Regions from separate parts of the Rattus norvegicus genome. Here region 2 is linked to region 1. A link is a contact called in public Hi-C data. All regions are on one chromosome and are shown on one strand. The core of a region is the stretch at or near the end of the contact, and the rest is flanking DNA. Distances in the headings are between cores, read along the strand shown.

Region 1 (5,120 bases), core at 913-3,412:
TATTTATTTTTTTATTTTTTATTTTTTTATTTTTTTATTTATCATGTATACATCATATAGCTTTCTGCCTGCATGTATGCAACTACAGGCCAGAAGAGAGCACCAGACCTGATTATAGGTGGTTGTGAGCCACCATGTGGTTGCTGGGATTTGAACTCAGGACCTCTGGAAGAGCAGTCAGTGCTCTTAACCACTGGGCCATCTCTCCAGCCCCTCCCTGCTCCATTCTTGTCCATGTTTCTGTCTCTCTGTGTCTGTCCCTCTTGCCCTTCTGCCGAAGCTCCAGTCACCAGCTCTTTAATTATGCAAAAAGCCATACTCCTTACTCACCCAGTTGACACTGGGGGTTTTGTGACCTTCCTCAGCAATTTGCCTTTTTGAGGGGCAGGTGAAGAAACCACAGACATTTACACATCCTGCCAGTCGGGTGCTGTCAGCCTGGTGACTAACAGTTGAAATCACAGGACACAGTTTTTCATAGCCAGTAAATGCAATATTTGTGGGTCATCCCAGCACATCAGTAAACCTTCTCAGTTCCACCCTCTCTCTACCTCTCTGTCTGTTACCACCCTGGCCAACATGCTTGTCTGATATAGCGGGATTTTATTTTATCTCCCTGCTTCTGGGATGTCTCCTCCCATGTACTTGTCCTAAAGCTACAGACTAAAATTTACGTTTTAAAAATTCACACTTATTTTATTTGTTTGTGTAAGAGTCTGGAGGTGCATGCATGGAGGTCAGAGATCAACCCCATGGAGTCTATCTGTGGGTCTTGGGAATTGAACTCAGGACAGTTAGTCCTATCAGTTTCTCAACAAACAGCAGCTAGAATAACCATGTAAAAATTACTAAGGCATATCCCATCACTCTTGCTAGATATAGTCAATGATTTCCCATCTCACTAAGGACAAAGCTAAAGTCGGGTGCTCTGAGGGCCTCCACCATCTGCTTCCCTCCATCCTCATATCCTGGCTAGCTGTTCTACTCCCCATCCCCTCCGACCCCCCATGAGAAGGCACTTATCAGCCTTCTCTCTCATGTTTGTTTTGTTCCCATAGCAACCCTTCCTACCCCAGAATTTATTGATTCTTATATTGTATTCCCAACGTTTAAGTCAGCATTGTGTCACTGTCCCTTCAGTAAGTATTGCCCAGGACTTGAGTCTAAGCAAAGTGAAGTGGACAAAACTCACTCCAAGTGTTTGAGGTTTACATATACCCTCTTGGACCAGAGTCCTTACGGAAGGTAGAAAAGAAGAGTGTAGTTCTATGAATGATGTATTTACCTAGAAGGTTTTGCAGAAACACAAAGTTTGCTTATTAAAAATAGCAATCGGGGCCTAAGAGACTGCAGCACTTGCCCACATGAAAGTGAAAGAAGAGTTCCAACTCCACAAAGTTGTCGTCTGGCAGCTACATGTGCCATGGCGGTTGTGTCCCCAAGTAACAATGATGATGTTAAGAAGAACAAGCAATTGAGAATCAGTGACACGGATGTGAGGTGCTATCTTCTGATAGCGCCTCCTTGCCCAGGTAATGAAGTAATGCGTCCATGAGGTACAATAGTAAGGTCTTGCAACTCTGTCTAAGAATGAGCACAGTTTGAAAGAGGAAACATGAAGACTACATACTATATTTGCATCATATCATCCCCATCCCCATTAACATGTTGAAATCCTACCTGATCCCAAGTCAAAGACAGGAAGGAGGGGTCACCCTCTTTGGAAGATGATTACTATGGGTTAAGTGGTCAGATGTCTGTGAATTGGATTAGTGACCAGTGAAGACCCTCCGGAGATCCTCTAGTCAACCTTCCTAACCATAAAATTATTTTCATTGCTTCTTCATAACCATAACTTTGCTACTTTTATTAATCATAATATAAATATCTGCATTTTCCAATGGTCTTAGGTAACCCTTGTGAAAGGGTGATTCAGCCCCTAGGGGTCGACACCCACAGTTTGAAACCTCTACAAGTCCCTCGGCCACAGGACGCACCGTAACAAAGTGTCATCTGAGAGGCAGCTGACCCTAACATCACACCACATCTGTCGAGATCCTGGCCTTGGATTTGCCGGCCTCTGCATCTTGGAAGGGAATCTCTCAAGCAGCCAGTAGGTTGTAAACAGATCCAAGTGAGGGCAGTGCTGGCCCCTTCAGCCCGCTAGGTGGAGCCCGAGGAAACAGAAAACAGTCACTGGTAGCTTGCAAAATTGGAGATTCCAAGGCCAGCCCAGAAGGGCACCTGCCAGCAGCCTCCTCAGTGGGTTGGAGTAAGGGGAGGCAGAGAGCCTGAAGTGAACTCAGAACAGAGTAAACAGCAGGGCACAGTAACTCCAGGTACAAAGAATAACAAACCCGGTTAGCCTGGAGCTGGGTGTATGTTATTGTGAAAGCACAAAACTTTGAACCGTAGAAAATGAGGGGCTGAAGGTGCATTGGGAGACTCTCTGGATTAGAAGTAAAAGATTAATAGCTCTATTGAAATTAAGCCTATTAGCTGACAGGATGGCTCAGGGGGTAATGGCACTTGCTACCAAGGTTGGATGTCCTGCATTCGATTCCCAGGACACAAAAACAGACTCCATGGGGTTGCTCTCTGACCTCCATGCATGCACCTCCAGACTCTCACACAAACAAATAAAATAGGTGTGAATTTTTAAAACGTAACGTTTTAGGCTGTAGCTTTAGGACAAGTACATGGGAGGAAAGAGAAAAGTTATTAAGGAGGATGTTTGCAATTCCCCCAACTAACTGCAGATGACCACTGACACATGGGAGTATAGTTCTGCATAATTTGATCATTATGATGCTTAAAAACTTAAGGATTAAATGTGTTGGGTTATATTTCACAGATACGCCTTTTGACCACTTTAAAACATGCCATGTATCTCATTATGAGAAAAGTCTCAGACAGAGATAGGTGACTTGCAAATGAAAGAGTGAGAACTGCTTATGGCTGTGCACCAGCCCCTTACTGTAAGTTCCCACTGCAGCCAAGCGCCATCTGCCCTGTTACCTTTCCGACTGCTCTTGTGGACTTGACTGTGTAGAGATGCCCTTTTAGAGAGAGATGAGTAGACTTTACAGAGCAGATGTGTATAGCAGCCATGGTAGTACAATGTCTACAATGCAGTGCTTGGAAGGAAGGACTCAAGAGGCAGGGCAATCTTGGGTTCAAGGACTGCCTGGGCTACATAGTGAGACCCTGTCTCAGAAAATAACAGAAAGAAAGATGGTCATGATGCTTTTAGTGCATATGCAGCTGGCTGAGGAGACACTGAGGTTCCAGGTTCCCATCTCCTCTTTTTATCAGTCCAGAGTAGCAGAATGAAGATGGTAAGGCCTTGGGAACTTGAGAATACTGCTCAGCGGCTCAGGGAGCTCCCTAAGTCTGTGCTTACAGGAGATGTCTTAGTCTATACAGGCTACTATAACACAGGATCTTAGCTGCATAATTTACAAATAATAAAGATTTGTTGCTTACAGTCCCAGGGCTTAGAGATGCTATTGTAAATGCACCGGTAGATTGGATGTTTCATAGGTCATCCAAACATTGGTGTTTTCTTCTCTCTTTTCTTAGTGGTAGGAATCATAATCAGGGCCTTGTGAATATTATGGTAGTGTTCTACCACTGAACTCTACCCCAAGTCCTAGATAGTGCCCCTTGTTGAGTTCTCACATGACTCACGACAGAAGTGGGAAAGCAGGCTCTACTTTATAGAAGCAGAATCCCATTCAGGAAGGCAGAACCCTCAGGAAGTTGTTACCCATTCCCCCGAGCCCCATTTCTTAATGCTATCACATCGAGGATTGAGTTTCAACATAGGAAGGGATGACGCACCAGTGTGTTAGCACGGGTCAAGGAAACTGCAGCTCCTCCTTCTATTGACAATGATTTGAAGTCAGTTGGAGAGTTAAGCAAGGCTCCAGGTTGGCCAAATGACTAGAAAGGACCATGGGATGTCCAGAGCAGCTGAGGGTCACTCAAGGGGGTGAGCAGAATGACTAACAATTGAACTTATGGAGCGAGAGAGAATGGAAAGTCACAGGTACCGTTTAGAATCAGCTTAGCAGCTAAGGCTATAGAAGGACACAGGTTACAAGTAGACAGGGTGGAACCTTGCACTGCTGGCCTCCGACAGCAAGGAGAACTCAATCTCTTTCTATGCCAGTGACCCAGTTTCCTCTGCTTTAAACAGCTCTTGGCATCTGCAGCTGGTGTTCAATCTTCTGGCTGTGGGGAAGCCTCCCCTGACCTCACAGCTCACTTGGCTTCTCCCTGCTGATGACTGAGCTGTTTTACAGGTCAGCCACTAAGACCTCTCTCTACATTTTCTTGATAACTACTAATGAGGAAACACCATCTACGGCAAAGCTAAAACTTCAAGAGTTTTATATTTTGTCCAAGGTCACCGAGATAAGTCTGGATTCATCTCTGTAATTGTAAATGCCACCCCTCCCCCCTTCACTTTTACAACTTCCAGAAACAAACGTTTTGTAAAGTAGGCATCAGTGTAGTATACTAAGGCATTTACAGGAGATCTAAGGGGCAGGGGAGAGATATCCAAGAAAGGCACCTAGAACCTCGTCTGTTATTACGATTATGCTGTTTATCCACACGGCAAGCACTGACTGGAATTCTGAGTTGAATGTGCTTGTCTGTATTAGGATCCAGAATTAAAGAAGGCAAAGGTAGAATGTCTCCACGAGTCTCTGCTTGTCCTCGCACCTCCCTGTCTTCTTACCTCCACCGCTTCGCTTTGACTTGATTCATCCTTGTTTCTCCTTGGCACACTCCAAATCAAAAAGGGCTGATCAGAAACCACAAATAAGGGGAAAGAATTGGTGCTAGACAAGCATGGGAGAGTTCTATTTCAAGAGGGCACTAGAAATAGAATATGTTGAAAGTAACAGAATAGAATCTGCAAAACACTAGATCACTCATGAAAGAAAGATTCACGACAGGATGTGATCGGGGGTGGGGACTTCAGGACTGCAGAGCAAAACCGACCAATAGTGACTGATATGTAAAAGCAGCAGTGTGTGGTGCCTATTGTGCCAGCACTTGGGATGCTGAGGGAGGAGGGCTGCTACCAGATCAAGCTAGCCTGGGTTACA
Region 2 (5,834 bases), core at 3,244-5,743, 180 kb after region 1:
GTGTCTGACAGTTAACGTGTACTCACGTAAAATAAATAAATCTTTAAAAAAAATATAGTAAAATAAAACACTAATTTGGTCTATGTTTGTGAAAACAAGTAACATAAAAATGTACGTTTAAACAAAACTAACTTCAACCTAAAATCATTAGACTAGACCAGCTGAGCTATAGAATACAGCAATGTAAAACTCTTATTATAGATACTGGTTAACCATCTAAGTAAAAACAACACCTTTCATAACATACTTGCTAAAAATGTATTTCATTAAATTTGAAAGTTTTTATACTCAAGTTTAAGTTTAGAAGATGTTAGTACTGGGTACTAAAAGAAATCGTGGGATAATTTCGAAGGGCATCTAGAGTTTACTAAGTAAGTTACTACTATGCTCCACACGGCAGCTTTTATAATTCTACAGACTACTTGCTTCTGAGTGCTGTGTAGCTCATTTCTTGAGTAAGCTGGGATCATGCAAACATCTGAGCCAAATGTCAACACCATAAATACTGTAGTATTTCCTTACTAAAGCAAACCTACCCTGCTCTGCTTGCTTACACGGTGCAGACTACCCATGTGTGTGGTACAGAAGCAGCACATACACATGTATGCACCGCACACATGCACATGAACACATACAGTGTGCACATTGTTGCAATACACTCCCTTTCCACCGAAATGCAAATAAACTTCCACTATAGGCTAAGAACTATTAATTTATGCAGAGCCCAGACCTTAAAGACTATAAAATTAAAATACCTGAAACAATTTAAGTCACTTCTCTTTTCACACACAATGTGATATCCTAGGATAAGAAAATTTTCTTTGGGACTTCTTCTGCCCTTGTCCTTTTCATGTTCACCCAAACACAAATCAGATTTTTCTCTGTTTACAAAATGAAAAGTCGTATACTTAAAATTTTCAGCTAGCTCACTAAAAACATTCGCCATGCTGACTAAAAACCTGTTATCTATTTCCAGAATCGGACGATATAGTGGGATACTGTAGGTCATCATGTCTATGGGTGTTTTCCCTCTATAGAACTTATTATTTACTGAAGTGTGTGTGTGTGTGTGTGTGTGTGTGTGTCTCTGTGTGTGTGTGTGTGTGTCTGTGTGTGTGTGTGTGTGCAAGTGTGGAGGGGTCAGGGGATAACTTTCTCAAGTTGGCTCTCTCCTTCCATCATGGAGGACAAGTGATCAAACTCAGGCTGCTGGCCTTGGCAAGCTCCTTTACCCACTGAGCCATCTTGTTAGCCCAGTGACAATATTTTTTAATAGATCACAACTGCTCGATTTTGGATGTTGTGTTCATTTCTGAAGCAAGTGAGAGCTACTATTTTTTCTGCCAAGCACTGTAGTGACGTAGCAGAAGCAGTTAAATCTCTGGTCTGAATTTATTAGCTCACTGAAAATCAAGATAAAATGTCTTTATCACTACAGTTTATTGCAGATTACTAGGTCAAGTACATAGGATGCAAAGTCTCACTTAGGTAAACATATGTGTATCACAGAAATGAGGAAAATTAGAGCTCCTTTCATTTCCAGAGCTCTTTTAACAGGTGTGTGTGAGGTTATCAACTCTGAAAGCTATAAGGTCTAAATCAGATAAATATGATGAAGACAGCATAAACCCCTGCAAAGCAATTACAACTCGAACCATAAACCCAAGTAGAAGACACAGTGAGAATAGCACTAAGGACTTTCCCTTTGTCTGTGAAAGGAAACCACCTAGTAGGAGTGGACATACCCTTTAGTTTTCTCCTTTTCTTTATCACTTGCTACCACAGTTACTAGTTTATAGCTTTAATGCTAGAGGGGAGGAATCACAAAGGCGGAAAACTACCCCAGAGCACAGTAGGAAGCCTGAACTACAGAACTGGATCAAGTTTTTTGTTTTTTTTTTTCAAACAGCAAATAAAGGCAGTGATCTGAAAAAACTAATCAGATCCTGCTGCGATATCTATACCCTCTTGGTTGCCAGTATTGGGTAATGTTAAGCACATTAAAACATATGTAGGTGAAAAGGGCCCCAGTGTGGCATTTTTAGATCTAGGCCTGCCTAGTCCACTGCCCACTGCAGGACAAATAAGAACAGCTGACCCTTATGAGCTCTGTTTGGGTCATTGCAAAAGACTTATATGACAGAAACAAAACAAAGTAACACAAGGAAAAGGAGCCAGTGCAGCTTTTGGTGTCCCAGGATTTGTCAATGCAAAGGGTGAATCTGTCATTTGACCATCAGGCCTTGTACACACTCTGAGGCAGGAAAGGGCTACAAATGTGCCAGAGGCTGTGCTTAGAGCAAGTCTCTTAGCCATGACTTTCTGTCACCTTTCCCCTAATGTGTTCCTTTCTTTGTAATATATGAGCACTTGTGATTCCGACCGCAGTATCACGGAGATCATTCTATCAAAATCCCCCAACTGTGCCCGAAAGTTACAAGATAAAACTTTAGCCAAAATTTGTTATTTCTCAAGGTATCAAAAAAAAAATGAACTAACCAGCCAAATAAAAGTTAACTTATATATATAGCTTAAAAAAACATGAACTGGGTACTAATAGCCATGTCTGAGCTTTTCTGTTAGGAAGGCCTGAGATCTTCCACACCTGAAACTATTTTTCTGAGTGTTATCTGAAACCTTGAACCTCAACACTGAGAGTACTGACTATAAGAACTAAATACAAATTACTGCACAGTATCCGTTAAAGAAAGTCACAGGATCAACTGTATGCCAAGAGCTGATGCCACTTTTTATATGGTGATTCTAGAGCGTTCTCCAGAGATATACATTCTCCTGCGTTCCTTTGCCCAGTGAAGACCAGGAAGAGGGGGCAGAGCACGAGAACTTCAGCATTAGCTTATGTTTGGATCTGGCCCTGAACAGAATCCAACCAAAAGTATAATAAAGTCAATCTATATTTACCATCAACTGTGAGGAGAAGTATGAGCTGTAGTCAGAACCTTCCAGTAAGGTAAATCATCAAATAGAAATGATTTTGTATTAGACGGAGCTCACAATCTAACAATACTGACATGGCTGGCAACATGCAGAGGCCGGGTGTAGTCGCGCCCGCCCGCCCGTCACCTCAGCACCCGGGATGTGCAGGTGGGAGAACCCCAAACTGGAGGCAGCTGGGCCTACGAAGACTGCACCTCACAGCAAAGGAAGCAAACAGCAGAATGAGCGCGAATTCATTACAATTCAGACGGAAGGAAACCAAAGGAGACGGCCCGCTGGAACAGTGCAGAGCTCAGGCTCCACGCATGCTCTGCTCCCACGCTGGGACAGTGCAGAGCTCAGGCTCCACACATGCTCTGCTCCCACGCTGGGACAGTGCAGAGCTCAGGCTCCACGCATGCTCTGCTCCCACTTCTTCAGAGAAATAGTTGGCAGTTCTCACTGTTAAGTTAAACATGGTTGGCGGATAGGGAAGTAGGTCAAAATAATCAAGACACATCTTCCTGTCAAGCCATAAAAAACAAAACAAAACAAAACCAGTATTGGTCTGAAATGTAAATGAATAAAATGAATAAAAAAATCAGTACTGTTTTATAATAAAAGCATCTTTCCAAATCCATACCAAGAATGAAATATCAAAAATCTTTAGTGTAAGACTTATTTGCTCCTAAAAGCACCCCAATATACCAACAGGAAATGAGAGTAGACAGAACAAGGGAGTGAGAAGTAGGTGCGGGGGTTGCCACTGTGACCCTGGCACTCGGAACGGAAGATGCTGAGTTCCAGGCTGACCTGGGCTTTGGAATGAGATGGTGTTTCAAAAAACAGGCTCACAGCACAATAAAAAAAAAAAAAAAAAAACCGACGTGCATTTTTAAAATCTTTATTCACAGGAAAAAACTAAAGAAAAATAAATTTTATAAAAAGCTTGCCGACTCACACTGGCTAATTTTATGTCAACCTGATACAGGCCACAGAGAAGTCTGTGAGAGGGGACCTCTTCTGAGAAAACGCCTTCATAAGATCAGGCTGTGGGCAAGCCTGTGGAGCATTTTCTTAATTAATGATTGATGTGCGTGATGTGGGAGGGGCCCAGAGCATTGTGGGTGGTGCCATCCCCGGACTAGTGCTTCCTGATTCTGAAGGAAAGCAGGCTGAGCAAGTCATGGAGCAAGGCAGTAGTCAGCAGCACCCCTTGGCCTCTGCATCAGCTTCTGCCTCCAAGTTCCTTCCTGGTTTGAGTTCTTACTTTGGCTTCCTTCAGTGGTCCTTGGCTTGTATTACATTAACCAAACAAACCCTTTCCTCCTCAAATTGCTTTGGTCATGCTGTTTCATCACACGGACAGTAACCCTAAGACAAGGATCCAAAAAAAAAAAAAGAACCCAACTTTTAAAGCTTCTGGAAGGCCAAAGACCAGGCCAGAACTCAGGGTTTGGCCTCTCAGGTGTCTGGAATGCTTCCATCTGTGCCTCTGGGAGGGCTATTCAAACTCCTGACACAGTCTTACACTGCAGTTTTGGGTCACACGCTCACCTTTCACCCAAATAGTGTGGCCAGAGGTATGTGGGGCTGTAATTGGCCGATCTCTCAGTTCCAGAGTGGGATGAAGGTTATCTGATGAGATGATGTTACCAGAAGCAGAAGGGAAGAAAATGGTAGGTCATAACATTAAATCAAAAGATAGTCCACGTTTCAGGTAAATGTTCATGTTTATAAAGTAAAACGATGCATGCAAAAATGTTCATCTTGGAAAACACAACACAGGTCTGTGTTCACATCTGAGCTGTGTGGTAGTTCTTGCCTGGTTAAGGAACTCTTTCCTGCTGCAATTCATGCATTCTAGAAACTACTCACTCTCTGTCAACTTCTCAATTAAATCCTGGTTATTTTCTCTTCTCAACTTTGTTCTCCTCCTGGATATGAATAACCTCTAGGCAGGCAAAGAATGTCCTCCTCTCAGGCTTAGGAGACTTGTCTCTTAATTTATCTCCTTAATCACCCCGAGGTGTCTTCCTGACACAGTCATTCCTAATGACATCATTCTCAGGCTAAACAGATAAACAGCTTCAGATCTGGAGTTGCTAATTGCTGTACTCCTTGTTTCACTTGTAGCAAAGACAGAGGTGCAGAAGTTAAGAGATCTGCCTGAAGTGATCTCATCCTGCTCACACCTGCCATTCTACGTCAATTCCAAGGCTCACTTTCCCATAAGATGTTCTTAATGCCTAGAGATCCCAACTCCTTTATACTTCTATAACGTGATAGTCTAAACCACACTTATTTATGAACCAGATGAGCTTCTTGGGAGAAGACTTACTTTCTCTTCAGCTACTCCTTTGTACAAATGATTTAGCATGCAGCAATGTGCTTAAACCTGAAGATCCTTTAGCAAAAATGCAACCTCCCTCTCTCTCTCTCTCTCTCTCTCTCTCTCTCTCTCTCTCACACACACACACACACACACACACACACACACACACACACATCCTTGCCAATTTGAATATAAAAATGCTACCCTGTTAAAAAGGGTCTATCTTATGTGACAGAGTGACGAGCATTTCAAAGTAGAGTTTCTGGTGTGGCTAATACTCAAGGAAGCCCAAGAGTCCAAGTCCTGCATGCTCCTTTGGATTCATAGTTATGCAGCCCTCAGTGGGGTAATACTTGCTGCCTCTGTCTTTTTCCTGGAGTGTAACTTACTTGATCAGTAAGTCTAGGAGGAAGTCTTGTAAAGACAAGTCCAGCTTCTTAAGCTGCACATAGGACTGTTATGCTTTTGTGTTAATTAATCCCACATGGTAAACAAATTAAAGCAGGCTAAAAAGAAAAATCCTAACTATATCATAATAAAGGAGTTTCCATCATTAGATCAG

The links. A called contact is a pair of places that touch in the nucleus more often than the background predicts.
Region 2: a contact with region 1 is called in a Hi-C map of kidney, with 3 times the contacts expected there. The contact joins two enhancer-like sites. A contact is called at or near these places in 2 of 12 Hi-C or Micro-C datasets (the Rat2 cell line and kidney).

The regions. Positions count from the first base shown.
Region 1 is chr8:61,211,134-61,216,253 of GRCr8, forward strand. No RefSeq gene overlaps it. Among named protein-coding and RNA genes, the nearest start is that of Fdx1, 30 kb to the left of the region's middle. Within about 2 kb of position 2,163, at least 5 of the 93 cell types and tissues checked have an H3K27ac peak or open chromatin away from gene starts, as enhancers often do. A contact at or near this core is called in kidney, where this site is marked.
Region 2 is chr8:61,383,983-61,389,816 of GRCr8, forward strand. All of the region lies in intron 1 of Zc3h12c (zinc finger CCCH type containing 12C), which reads right to left. Among named protein-coding and RNA genes, the nearest start is that of Zc3h12c, 14 kb to the right of the region's middle. Within about 2 kb of position 4,494, at least 28 of the 93 cell types and tissues checked have an H3K27ac peak or open chromatin away from gene starts, as enhancers often do. A contact at or near this core is called in kidney, where this site is marked.